2 separate regions of the Mus musculus genome follow, and region 2 is linked to region 1. The links are chromatin contacts, called in public targeted proximity ligation maps. All regions are on one chromosome and are shown on one strand. The core of a region is the stretch at or near the end of the contact, and the rest is flanking DNA. Distances in the headings are between cores, read along the strand shown. Region 1 holds the start of Btaf1 (B-TFIID TATA-box binding protein associated factor 1). Region 2 has its middle 24 kb from the start of Gm41842.

Evidence for each region.
Region 2: a contact with region 1 is called in a targeted proximity ligation map of pancreatic cancer cells. A contact is called at or near these places in 2 of 39 promoter capture datasets (erythroid cells and liver), 4 of 130 datasets of targeted methods (bone marrow-derived dendritic cells, large pre-B cells, microglia and 1 more) and 1 of 9 other capture datasets (macrophages).

The regions. Positions count from the first base shown.
Region 1 is chr19:36,921,947-36,929,707 of GRCm38.p6, reverse strand. It overlaps Btaf1 (B-TFIID TATA-box binding protein associated factor 1), which reads right to left and starts at 3,629. Exons shown (of 38, transcript NM_001080706.1): 1 at 3,307-3,629. The coding sequence starts at 3,320.
Region 2 is chr19:37,519,229-37,526,027 of GRCm38.p6, reverse strand. No RefSeq gene overlaps it. Among named protein-coding and RNA genes, the nearest start is that of Gm41842, 24 kb to the left of the region's middle.

The sequences.
Region 1 (7,761 bases), core at 2,380-4,879:
TAATCTAATTAAAATTTGTGCCGGGTGTGGTGGCTCATCCCTTTAATCCCAGCACTCTGGAGGTAGAGGCAGGTGGCTTTCTGAGTTCCGAGGCCAACCTGGTCTACAAAGTGAGTTCCAGGACAGCCAGGGCTATACAGAGAAACCCTGTCTCAAAAAAAAAAAAAAAAAAATTGCATATTAGCAAATAACATGACTGAAGTGATAAATAATTTGGAGATGCCAACAAGAACAAGTACAAAGAAAAAAGCTGCTGTGAGCTGGTCAGATCCTCCTCCTGCTGCTGCTGCTGCTGCAGGTGAAGGCGGTTATACTTATTTATTTATGTATTTATTTTTTGTATATGAGTACACTGTAGCTGTCTTCAAACACACCAGAAGAGGGCATCAGATCCCATTACAGATGGTTGTGAGCCACCATGTGGTTGCTGGGAATTGAATTCAGGACCTCTGGAAGGGCAGTCAGCACTCTTAATCACTGAGCCATCTCAACAGCCCCTCACACAAAACTTTGTTGGGGGGGGTTGGGGGGGTTGAGTCAGGGTTTCTCTGTATAGCCCTGGCTGTCCTGGAACTCACTTTGTAGACCAGGCTGGCCTCGAACTCAGAAATCCACCTGCCTCTGCCTCCCGAGTGCTAGGATTAAAGGCGTTGTGCCACCATGCCTGGCCACACAAAACTTTTTAAAGAGAGCATTTCTTTCTGCTTCCTAACTGTGGATGCAGTGTGTCCAACTGTCTCATGTTCCCACACGCCTTCCTAACCATGACCAACTTTACTCTCAAACTGAGCCAAAATAAAACCCCTTTCCTTTAAAAAAAAAAAAAAAGAAAGAAAGAAAGAAAGAAAGAAAGAAAGAAAAAAAATGAAAGAAAAAGAGGGAAGAAAGGAAGAAAAAAGTTTGTGTTGTTGAGTGTGTGTGTAAGAGTGCGTGTACGCCCCCTCACCTATTGCAGATGTCTTGGACTAGACGTTTGGAGTTTGGATAACGCGTCAATTATAGAAAGTCAGAAAGAGGGGCTGCAGGAAGCTTAGAAAGGTGGGGCAGGATTGGACCTAGTGACTGGCTAGATAAGAGGAAATGAAAAAGACAGGAAGACTACTCCAGATTTCCGGACAGAAGAAGGAGCAACAGTACCAATGTTTATAAAATCTTAAAATGCTGGGCAGTGGTGGCACATACCTTTAATCCCATCATTCAGGAGGCAGAGGCAGGTGGATCTCTAAATTCAAAGCCAGTGTACTCTACAGAACCAGAACAAGTTCCAGGACAGCCAAGGTTACACAGAGTAACCCTTGTGGGGTGAGGTTAAGGGGTCTTAAAAATATAAGGTTTCTCTACAGTTATGGGCATTGACATAAACAGAGCAAAAGTATTTATTTGATTCTGGCACACGATCTCCATTTCTCAAACTACATTCTGCCTATTTTACATAAAAGTACTTAAAGGAATCCCCACTTCCACAATAGCAACGAGAGAAAAATGGAGCTTACTCAGCACAGACTTATGCTTAGTGCATGACATCAGACCTGAAACTACAAAGTTTGTTTTTCAAACTGAATCCACAAATATTTTTAAAAGTCCAATACCTCCTCCCAAGCAAGGCATCCAAAGCCTTCGCTTACATTTAGATTACTAAACTAAGCATGGAAGAAGCTTCTATAAAATGTGGCTGGCTTTAATTATGGCAGTGAGTTTTAAAAAAAAAAAAAAAAAAACAGGAACAACAAACAGCAGTTCTCTTTGAAAGCAGATCATGAGGACCAAAAGCCTTTAAAGCCCACTCTTTCTTTCAAAAGTTGGATCTATAGATTAGTGCTAAGCGAAAAAGATCAATTTTTTTAAAGCACTATCATTTTGCCTCTATAACGCTTTCCAACATTGTACAAATATAAACCTACTTCACGAAAGGAAGTACTAATTCCCTTAAATTAAAAAACCCTGAGAAGGCCAGGTAACACCACATCTCTAATCCCAGAACCAAAGCTCCTTCTGAGTTCGAGGCTAGCCTGGGCTACATGAGCCCCTTGTCTCAAAGAAGAAAGAGAAGACAGAAAAGAGACTTTAAATCTCATGCTCATGTACCAACATATTTCTGGTGTATATATTTATGCATTTACATGGAAGATAAATTATAAGATAAATCTATCTGTACTTGCAGAAATAAATGCCACTTGTATTCTCTTAAAGCAGTTTCATAGGTGCTGAAATAAGAGTCTTTCTCCCACTAAGTCTGCTTATGAAATAAAAATTAGCTGTCCCTACTACCAGTACCTAGCAACTCCCTTCACTCAGCTCCCATGGGATTCTCCCACACACTATTTCATCAGTTACCTAGGGAGTGTGTGACTTGGGTTACTCCTTCCTTATAAGAGTGTGCATAAAGGAATGTGTTCAACTAATTTCGAAAAATTAGTGAAAGCTGTTTATTTTCGTCATTTATCTCCCTCAGTCCATTTGGTGAAAGGACTCAATTCTCATTATCTCATCATCCCTAAAGGACTTTGGTAACTCTTAATGACTAAACACGGAGAGACCATCCCGACGACTTAAACGTCAGCGGGACACCAAAATCATTTCCAAGTTTTCAACTCATTCTATCATCAGAAGCTACACAAGTTAAATGTTTATACGTCTTTCCATAATTTTCCCAGACTCTTCCACGTGGGCAAAATTTTACAATAATTTAAGATCTGTGATAACGCTTGGGGAAAGATGCTAAAATAGTCATCTGCTTAAGACCACACGCTGATTGACAGAATACTTACTGCTTAACAAAAAGGAGGAATTAGACCTCAAGAAAAAAGTGAGCAAGACTATACCCGTTACGCTGTAAATTTTTTTTAAAATTTAGCATAACCAGATGGTCTCTTAGATAACAGTGTTTCAACCCCCGCCTCCATCGACAGTTACTACCAAGTTTTGCCGTGAAATGGTGGTTTGGGAACAGACTTTGATACTACGAAAGAAAAAGAAAAGAAACTCGCCTAGAAATTCAAAGAGGGAAGAGAAACCAAAGAGGAGCAACGTGGTGAAGAAAAAAGAAAAAAGGAAAAAAGAAAAAAAAAAAAAAGCCAGATCGAACGCGCCGAGTCACATTTAACCAGGAGAAAAAGCGCTTCGTGAGCCGACTTCTCCGGGTAACCCGAGCCCAAAGCGCCTGCCAGCCGAGGGAAGCCTCGGAAGTCTGGGCGAGCGAACGAGAAGCAGCGCTCACGCCCCGCACCGTCGCGCCGGGAGCCGACCGACAGCCTCGCCCGCCCGCCCGCGCGCGCTCCCCGTTAGCTGACGGGCGGCGACACCCACCTGGAGACCGCCATGGCCGGCGCCGGCGGTTCGGAACTCTCAGGGAGCTACACGCCGCGCCGCTCCGGCGTTCGTTTCCCGAGCAGAGCGGCGCAGGCCCAGGCCGCCGGGCGCAGGGCGGCAGGCGGCGCGGCGTGGAGCGGCCCGCACGGGCCTTCCGGCATGTGCCGGCCACCGGAGCTCGTCTCCGCAGCGACCAGGGTCCCACACACGGGCGGAGGCGGCGCCGCTCTGACCCGCACCACTTCAAACCGGGTGCCCCCAGCCCCGCTCTCTGCTGACGCAGACGCCGGCACGCCGGACTTAGCGTCTGCACGCCGGAAGTGACGTCACCGGCACGTTTTCCCCCCCCCCCCATCCCCACTCCCTGCCGGCGAGCGGAATGTAGCAGCGCCCCGCGGCAGTGGGAGCGGGTTGGCAGCGTGGATCGGGAGCCCGGCTCCCAGTCTTTAAGATTAATGGGAGAAACGGAAAGAGGTCTTGATCTTCCAGAGAGCGATAAAGATCACCTAGCTAAAGTTCCGAAAGTTCCAAACCTCGGTCTCTAAGTGCTCTCTCCATCCTGACCCTACTACCCAGCTAGGCGGCTTCCAAACAGGAACAAACTGGAGAAAGGAGACTCCGGCCCAGGTCGCGATGCTGTGGGCGGGATGAAGTCAAGAAGGAAACACTGCCGAGGGCTGGCTAGGGTGGTGCAGGCCTATAATCCTAGCACCTGGGAGGCTGAGGCAGCAGATTGTGAAATTGGGGGTCAGTCTGGGCTACAAAGCAATCTCCGGGCCAAGAATTTGCAGTGTGGTTCCGCGAGGAAGAGGGTGGGAGGAGGCTCAAGTGTGTGTTTACTATTATTTACCATTAAGTTCTGCATAAATGGTGAAGGGACTGCTAATGATTTTGCCTAGGCCTATCACCCTTCTTCCCGTCTTTTCCTCCTTCCGTCCCTCCACTGCCAAACACTCCTCTGTAAACTACCATAGCCTTAGAATTTGTTTTTAATGCCAGTAGTCAAACTAGTATTTCTCTAGTTTCGGCAAGCCCAGTTTATAGGCCACTGACAGATTAATCATCAAAAGCACCTGTCCTGTCGCCCTTCCTTATAAAACATGCCCACTAGCTTCTTGTTACCTATTTAGAAGTTATGTCTCAGGCTTTGAGTCTGCTTGTCATCTGTATGATGAGAAGCACTGTAAAAGGTTGTGGAAGGTGGGGAGGGATGTCATGAACCCAGGAAAGTTCACAAGAACTTGGTGAACTGTAAAATAGATCTGTATAGGAAAAGATGAACTAAGTACTTGCTAAAGTATTGCACAGGTGACTAACATTACCCCTTACATTACAAGGCAAAGCTATAAAGTAGTGTGATGTTTTTCCACGGTGGGGCTAGAAGCCCAGGATTTGGGTTCTATACGAAGTATAGAAGAGTGTTTTGAGCAAGAGAAATGATCTAGTTTACATTTTCTATATGTTTTCCCTAGTATCAAAAAATATAGGTCCAGGGCTGGAGAGATGGCTCAACAGTTAAGAATGCTGGCTGTTCTTCCAGAGGTCCTGAGTTCAATTCCCAGCAACTACATGGTGGCTCACAACCATTTGTAATGGGATCTGATGCTCTCTTCTGGTGTGTCTGAGGAGAGGGACAGTGTACTCATATAAATAAAACTATATATATGTATATATATATATATATATATACACATATATACACACACACATATATATGTATGTATACACACACACACACACATATATATATATATACATATATATATAGTCTAAAGCTTTGAAGAGAGGAAAGGCCTATTGTTATCAACTTGGTTTTTTTCCCCAAAGGCAATAGATTTTTAAAAAATGTGTATGTGTGTAGCTTCTGCCTACAGAGGCCAGGGGGCCAGAGACTATCTAAAATTCCTGGAGCTGAAGTTACAGGTGGTTGGAGCTTCCTGAGAGAATTGAACTCAGGCACTCTGGACCAGTCATGTGCTCTTAACTACTGACTTTGATTTCATTTTGTGTTGGTTTGGTTTTTGTTTTTTAAAGACAGAATTACTCTGTGTAGCCCTGCCTGTCCTGGCACTCCCTCTGTAGACCAACCTGGCCCTGACCTCCTGCCTCTGCCTCGTGTGTGCTGGATTTAAAAGTGTGGTGTGCCACCACCACCACCACCACCCTGGCTGAACTGGCTCATTTTTAAGTCCTTTCTCATAACACATAACAACTATGTGTCCAAAGAACTTTTATAATATCACTAAGTTTCATTTCTACATCTGGGAAGTGAAGAAAATAATGGTGCTGATGGAGTTGGTAGGGACTAGATGGGAACACACAGCACTGAACCAAATGACTGCCGAATAAGCACTCAACCCTACTCATTAAGCCGATGAGTCCAGGGACTGGCTCATGCTAGGCACAGTGCGACTCTGAGCTAAACCTCCATTTCTGATGACTCCTTTTGTTAACAGCATAGCCTTGAACGAGTTACTTAATTTCTGTATCTTAATTCCTCAACTGTGGAGTGGGGAAAATAACACTAGTTCACAATTTTTGACAGTATGGTTGTCTGAAGTTACACATAATGGAATTGAAAAGAAATCTAGTGCATTATAGCACTTATGATACCAGATCCCACCAGCTTCTAGGTCAGTGTTCTATAATGAAATACATTTATAATTCTATGGCATGCTGACTTTGAGAAGCATGGCACTGACTACTAGACCTATACATTTCTTGAGGATCCATGTATATCCCCAGTTTATAGTGGCTGTAGAAACACACTCTGCCTTACTCCCCTGATTTGATACCAGCTCCACTCAGTCCCTGAGCCAGAGCCACCTCTTGAAGTTCTTGGAACCAATGGTCCCTGCCTATAAGACCTCTCAATGCGAGGGAGCTGCCCCCTTACAAAGCCAGGACCTTGGCCAGGCTCAAGTGCTTGACAGATTACCAGAGATTGTGCTTTGGGATCTGTGATGGTGGTTGGAGGGGTTAAGACTAAGGTGCTTGTGCTTAGTAAGGGGTGTGAACGCCCCTCTATTTGGCTACCCAGAGCTAAGGAACATGGGCCTGGCCAGACCCAGTACCTGCAGCCTTGCCATCAGATATTAGAAGGGACAGCAGTGAGTTAGAGGGAACCGCTGGACTGGAGACAGTTCTCCAGGTGGACTCAAAGGCTCTGCCCCACCTTCTCCAAGCCTACAACCTCTTTCTTCCTAAGAGGCAGCTAGAATGCACTTGGGAGAAGAGAGAAGAAGGTCAGTCAGGGCCAGGAAGGAAACTGAAAGGGTAGGAGGACATTAATGGAGGAGAGTAATAAAGCCACTGTATTCACACGTGAAACTCAAACACTCAAGAGCATAGTCTGGGAGAGCTACAGAATAAAAAGGAATGTCGAGAGAAAATTCCACAAACCACCCCCCCCCCCCAGCAGCAGGCTCAGACAAGTGGAACCCAGAACACTTGAAATGTACTCTCAGAGGAGGGAAGAGTTGTTATTCACAGCCCAGGGCTGATGGGGTTGGACCTCCCTTGGAAAGATTTTATTTCTAGTCCTGTGTATGTGTGGCAGTATGTACATGTGAGTACAGGTTCCACCAAGGAGAGAAGAGGGTGACAGTGATGGGCCCCTAGAACTGGAGTTCAGGTGGCTTTGCTGCTAGGAACCCAGTTCTGCTTCTCTGCTAGAGCAGTACAGTAAGCACTCTTCACTCCAGCTATAAAAGGTTACCTTATGCTATTTTGTGGTTTACTTCTTTACTAGTTTTTAATACAGTCTTGCTGTTTCTCAGGCTGACCTGAACCTCACTATGCTGCCCAGTCTAGCCTTGAGTGTGTGCTTCTCCTGCCTCAGCCTTTAGTGTTGGAATTACAGGCATGAGCCACCAGGCTACTCCAGCTCTGCTTCGTTTACCATGCTTTTGAACTTATCTTTTTTATTTATTTGGTTTTTTGAGACAGGGTTTCTCTGTGTAGCCCTGGCTGTCCTGGAACTCACTCTGTAAACCAGGCTGGCCTTGAACTCAGAAATCCGCCTTCCTCTTCCTCCCAAGTGCTGGAATTAAAGTCATGCACTACCACTGCCCGGCTCTTTTGAAGTTATCCTGATTTTTCTGTGTGCCCTTCCCTTTTCTTCTTGATGTTTGTGACATCTGTGGATCTAGCTCATAATTTTAATGTAATTGAGAATAAGGCCACAAGATGTCAGACTTTAGCTGAAAAATCTATCAAGAGCCTTCCAGCCCTTGATAATATCAGAGCATTTGGTGGGCAAGGAGGTGTATCTGTAACTACTTTTGGTACTTTACATGAGAGAATGTTTTTCTGAAATATTTATTTATTTATTTATTTATTTATTTATTTATTTATTTATTTATTTATTTGGTTTTTGAGACAGGGTTTCTCTGTGTAGCCTTGGCTGTCCTGGAACTCACTTTGTAGACCAGGCTGGCCTCGAACTCAGAA
Region 2 (6,799 bases), core at 3,193-5,692, 600 kb before region 1:
GGAGCTCATTGATTCATTTAGACTGGTTGACCAATGACATCCAGGCGTCCTCCTGTCTCCATACACACATCCCCAGTGCTCGGATGTTAGGTGCACATCTCTGAGCCTGACTTTTCCGTGGGTGCAGGGGATCCGAAATCAGGTTCTACTTGCATCTCACTTTGCCAACTGACCCATCACTCAATCCCAGAGAGCATTTCCGTTTTGTTCCGGTGAGTAGCATTATTCCTTTGTTTTTCTGAAATGAGTACCGTGGATGCTTCTTTAAAGCCCTAGGCCCGAGTTTTTAAAAAATCAGTGACCCATAAAACATGAAGGAAGTATAAAATCCAGACGCAATTACTTCCTACGTTAAGTTCTTTAGTTTTCAAACATAATCATTCATCTTTAAAAAATAAAACTACTTACGTAAGACTTTAGAGTTATAATGGCATATTCCTGTATTCTCAGTATTTCAAGGGCCAAGGCAGGAGGATAACAAGTTCAAAACTAGCCTGGAATATACATTAAGACTTTGTCACAAAATAACTATATGTGGGCTGGTGAGATGGCTCAGTGGGTAAGAGCACCCGACTGCTCTTCCGAAGGTCCGGAGTTCAATTCCCAGCAACCACATGGTGGCTCACAACCATCCGTAACGAGATCTGACTCCCTCTTCTAGAATGTCTGAAGACAGCTACAGTGTACTTACATATAATCAATAAAATAAATCTTTAAAAAAAAAATAACTATATGTATATATGTGTATATGTGTGTGTGTGTGTACATAATATATATACACATCATATATACATATATATAAAATATATACACACACATTTTTGTATATATGTGTATATATACACACATTTTTGTGTATATATATATATATATATATATATATATATATATATATATATAAAACAATTGAAACCTCTACTGTGCTCCAAGTCCTTGAGAAACCCTGACTACACCAGTAGACAAAGATCTCCTTTGTTTCAGCTTGAGCTAGAGGAATGGGGTCCAGTTGCAGTCAATATCAGTGATGCACACACACACACACACACACACACACACACACACACACACACACTAGCTAGAAGGATCCATCTATAAACCCCAGAAGCAGAATTTGAACACAGATCTGCCCATAACTACTGTATTCTGCTTCTCTCCTCTCTTCTTGAAGCCCTCTCCATGCACTGAACACCCACTTGCTAACAGTAATGTCCCCAGCAAGGAGGTCCTCACCTGACTCTCCCTCTCCAAGTCGGTCTCCGCCAAGCTCTGGTTTCCAGCTCTCCCCTGAGTGTCTGCAGGTATTGGTGGATGCAGTTTCTGTTATTCAGAGCAGGCTTCGAAATGTCTACTTTAGTCAATGAATTTCTGTGTGTTCAAGGCTCATCACGCACAGCCCTGACCTCTCCTCAAAGCCATTACAGGTCCCAAATTGTACAGAGAATATTTAGACAAGACTCAGAGGCTGTATCTGGAATACTAAACTAAGAATTTCCTTCCTTCTCTTCTCTTCTCTTCTCTTCTCTTCTCTTCTCTTCTCTTCTCTTCTCTTCTCTTCCCTCTCTCTCTCTCTCTCTTTTCCTTTAGTACAGGGTTTCTCTCTCTCTTTTCCTTTAGTACAGGATCTCTCTCTCTCTCTCTCTCTCTCTCTCTCTCTCTCTCTCTCTCTCTCTTTTCCTTTAGTACAGGGTTTCTCTGTGTAGCGTTGGCTGTCCTGGAACTCATTCTGTAGACCAGGCTGGCCTCGAACTCACAGAGTGCTGGGATTAAGAGTGTGTGCCCTCATGCCCGGCTAAATTTTTTTCATCTCTAGGTGTTTTCACCTTTGTTCTCAGAGCATTTAGAACAGGACTTCACACATGGAAGTCTTTGTGAATGTTTGTTGATATCCTCAATTAATAAAATAAAATCAGTTCAAATGGTGAGTTATCTCTTCCTGCACCATGCTGTTGTCTTTTGGTTGGTTTGTTGACAGAATAACTTATTTAGCTGATTTTATTTTTTTGATAGCTCTCACAATACTTCAAGCTGGTTTTGAATATGATCTTTTTGCTTCAGCCCTATGCATGCTGGGATTGCAGACATGCCTGACCACAATAGGTTTCACTACCCTTTATCTCTTCAAGTTTCCCATTACCCGCTATCATTTTCTCCAGATCTGCAACTGCTCAGAAATGTTGATTCTGCGGACAGCCTATCCTACAGAACTTGTGGGAGTCAGTTTGGTTTGCAGTCCCTGACAGAGTCTGGCCCCTCCCAAGGACAACAATTGGAGAGTAAAACTTAAGAGAATGACTGTTGAGATCCTTTCTGCCTCAAACACACCCCGAAAGAAAGAAAAGTTTCCATTTATTCGGGGCTCTCCAGGGCTGAGGTTCAATAGGTGATCTGTATGTTTCCTTTTCGCTTCTAAACACATGTGTTCTTTTGTTTCTCAGGAAGCAATCATCGTGTAGCCATGGAAATCAATGAGTACGGAGGAAACGTTGCAGGGAAAAATGAAGCCAACGAGCTCAACTCCACAGAAGTTGGTCACATCCTAAAACAATCAGTGTGTGGGCATACAGGGGCTCGCTGAGGAAGTGCGGTATTTTGACAGTAACCTTTGCAGAAAGTGAGCACGTTTCAAAACGCTCAAGTGTTTGTAGAATGTCAGCCAAGCCTGCTGCTCGCTCCTTAGTCTTTCCTCTCAGCAGCCCTGACACCCACCCTCCATGAAATTCCCATTCTATCAAGAAACGTTGGGTTTAAATGGCTTTCCAAAACCAATGTGACACTCTAGTGGATGGCCCCACACCCAGAAGGATAAATTAATAGCACATGATTGAGTTGATGGATTATTAAATTATCAAATAAATAAATATACACACATCTACAAGGACACATATCGAGATGGGAGATTTTGAAGGAGTTAGTAAGAAGCCGAGTGAATATGATCAATATACATTGTAAGAAGCTCTCAAATAGTTAATAAAAACGCATATATTATTTAAGCTAGTGTGAGTGGCAGCATTTGAAGCAACATGATCTTTCCACCAATCAGAAGTCATCTTAAAGGTGAGCCGTGTCCACATGCCCTGACCTGAATTTCACAGAACAAAGATCTTGGAACTATCTCTCCACACCTATAACTAGTCTCTCTTTATAACTAGGCTTACAGTTAATAAATAGCCTTGGAGGTGGAAGTGAAATTTAAGGTTTAAGACTGTGTTTCAGGAGGCAGAGGCAGGAGGATTTCTGAGTTTGAGGCCAGCTTGGTCTACAAAGTGAGTTCCAGGAACAGCCAGGGCTATACAGAGAAACTCTGTATCAAAAAAAAAAAAAAAAAAAAAAAAAGACTGTGTTTCAGGGCTGAGAAATGGCTCATCAGCTAAGAGCATCTACCGCTTGTGTAGAGAGAGAACCCTTAAATTCAATCCTGCAGCTCAGAGTAGCCTCTTATTTCCAGCTCCAGGGGATCCAGTGTCCTCTTCTGGCTTCTGGGAGCACCTGCACTCATGTGCACAACCCTCCACACAAACACTCATGCATACAAACAATTTAAAAAAAAAATAAGTCTAAAAGTCCAAATATAGGTCAATATCACGTTGGCCAAATTCTGATTCCTCAGAAAACCTTCTGGTTCTTTTGCTCTCGCAGTAGAGTAGTAATGGCCTTTGTAGAGATCTGAAGTTTGTGTTGCACAGAAATGTGTCTGGTGGTGATGGTGATGATCATGGTGGTGGTGATGGTGATGATGATGGTGGTGATGATGGTGATGATGATGATGATGGTGATGATGTCATCTCAGTAAATGAAACTGAGCATAGTAACAATGTTTTCATCCTCAGAACCTGGGTGTAATGAACTTTCTCTTTAGTGAACACCTATACGTTTAGTCTCATTACTTTTATACCAAATTTTCTATTCAGTACAAATTATATTGTTAATTGAAAACTCACAAACACTTCTAGATGTGACTAATGCAGGCTAGGTCTTGTCTGCCCCCCCCCCCAAGTCACTAGACAACCAGGCTACGCCTATCCTTCTACTTCCTATCCTAAGGGTGGGTTCAAATCTCAGGTTACCTCAAGATGAAAAACTCCACTGCAGTGGCTGTCTTACAAGAGCAGTTTCTGTAGATGAGGGGAGTTAAAGGAGACAAAATAAGGAGGGAGAGAGAGAGAGAGAGAGAGAGAGAGAGAGAGAGAGAGAGAGAGAGAGAATATAGTCTATGAACCCAAATGTTGGTCAGTGGATCTATAAGGTTGTGGAAACCTATGGAAGTTTCCTTCTGCTGACTTTATTTTCTCAGTAGACAGGAAGCAAGGTCCTTGTAACAATGAGGTGGGAAGAGAAGAAAAATAAAGGTATAAAATAATCCACTCACAACAGAACAACAGATAAGGGCCTAGAGAAATATACAAGGCAAGAGCTGAGAAGCCAGAAGGGCCATAGAGATAAGGGATCCAGAATGAGACCAGATGTCCAGCGCTTGCCCAGAAGCCCTGCATTTGGGAGATGGAGGCAGGAGAGCATAGAGTTTGAAGCTGACCTCACCGACAGGAGACCCTGTCCATGACAGAAAGGAGAGAGACAGAGATAGAGACAGAGACACAGAGAAAGAACAAAAGAACAACAAAATCGAACAAAGCCAGGCCCAGCTTGGCTTTGTGCCATGTTCCAGCTTTGTTCGGCTGTGGGACTAGGGTAGAGAAAGTCTACTTGAACAAAGGCTCCGTCTAGTCCAACAAAATGAGTAGGGTCACGAGGCCAAGGGGGTGACTCGGGCTAGGAGTATCCGTGGGTGACTGCGACATTAGAGCTGAGTCAATGAACGTGCGGTTCTGAAGTTGCAAGTCTGTTAGTGTCCCCCGAACCATCCCTCCCCATACCAAATCTACCCACTTACCGATAGCCTATCAGAGTGAGTTCAAAGTTTATGCAAAAATAAGCATGTTAGCCTTCATCCAAGACTTCCCACTGCTGACCTGAGGGCAAAGCTGTGCTCCTGAACTCCGGACGTTGGTAAACTTCCTGCCATTTCTTAATCCACAAAGTCAAGATTCCAGCGGGCTTCCTGGCATGGCTAAGTGCCAGGCCAGCCAGAATATCCTCATTACCTGTGGAGAACAGGACGTCAGCGCTCTGCAGCCCACAGTGTGGCTTTGCTCTCGAGCCCAGTATCCTGGAAGTTCAGTGGGTAACAAGGCTGAGCCTTCCGGATTGCCTGTATACCCAAGATGGGGATTCTGTCTCCTCTCTCTCTCTCTCTCTCTCTCTCTCTCTCTCTCTCTCTCTCTCTCTCTCTCTGTGTGTGTGTGTGTGTGGTGTGTGTGTGTGTGTGGTGTGTGTGTGTGTGTGTCTTTTTCTTTCCCTCCCTCACTCCTTCACAGAAAACTCAAATTTTTTTCTTTTTTAGTATCTGAATTGATGTCTCTGACCCAGATATTCATAATCTGCCTTCTTCAAAGCATCTGGTCAGGGTTTTTAAACTTTTCTCCTTTTTAGGTAATATGGACCACTGGGTTAATTCATAGTCTTTCAGTCCAGCCTCTTCTTAAGACTCTCCAAGCAATAAATAAAGTACTATAATATCCAGGAACTCTAAACACGTGGAAGCTTGCTTCCTTGACTAAGAGAGATGAATCAGAAAGTAATGTGTTTTGCTTCTGTGAAATGAAAGAGAAATGTTCTTGTGAAGTTTTAAAGTTGTCAAAGACTGTCGAGGTCATTCATACAATCGTTAATAGCCACCCCCCTTCCCAAGCTCAGGTCCTAGAAGTCACTGAATGTGGATGATAAAGACCTGCCTTCAGAGAGCAAACTGCAATCGGGATTCTTTTCTGGGAGTCAAAGGGGAAAAAAAAAGCCTTAATGGGTATTTTCTTCAGTGCAGAGTGATTTGAGTTTAAGCACTAACCTGTCTCTCTAGTATTTGAAGGGATTAACTTCGGAGTTCATTGTGTTGGCTGTCTTTTCAAAGATTAGATAGTTTAGTTAGGCTCCTACCGGCCATGTAAATGTCTCCGCATTTATTGACCGTCTGTAGTCTTTATCAAAGGTGAACACAATCACCGGCTTGTAAACACGGATCCCATTATTTGGGTACTGATAAGATTTACTGAGAGTTAAAAAAAATTTATGATTGTCTAGCCAGTTAAAGACACTAATACAGTACAGAAAAGGACAATAAACACGTATGAATTCAGTCAATGAACTTGCCTTTTTTGTTTGAGGGCTACAATCTGTTTCGCACCTATAGATTGTAGATGTAATTATCTGACCAGCACTCAGTTAAAAACACGCTAGTCTATTTGAACATGTCGTCCACATTTCTACGCTCTTTCAATCACCTGCAGAGGAATTTATGCATCCCCATGAAGACATGTTAAATCTCTCAAGACACAGATAGACAAATTCTTTGGGAACACTGTAGGGATATGCTAAGGGACTCAGATCTGAATTTTATTATTTGTTTGTTTGTTTTGTTTTGTTTTGTTCAGATCAAGACCCTCCTGCATGCTTGGTAAGCACTACATCCCAACTTACAGGTCCACGTTTTAAAATGCTATGATCAAAGTGAAAATTTGGTAGAGGTAGTAAATCAGTGTGTTTGATCCGCAGGGTCAGCATTATGTTGTATTGATTGTGATTTTGGCCATCTCGGCTGGGGGAGATGCAAGAGCTGCCATTCAGCTCCCTTCTCTGACTGACAAACTGGAGAAAATATTCCTTTCTTCTGGACCTCCAAGGCCAGGTTCCAAGGAAACATGGCTTACACAGCCTCACAGTTCAAGCAAAAGCAAGAAGGGCCTTTGTG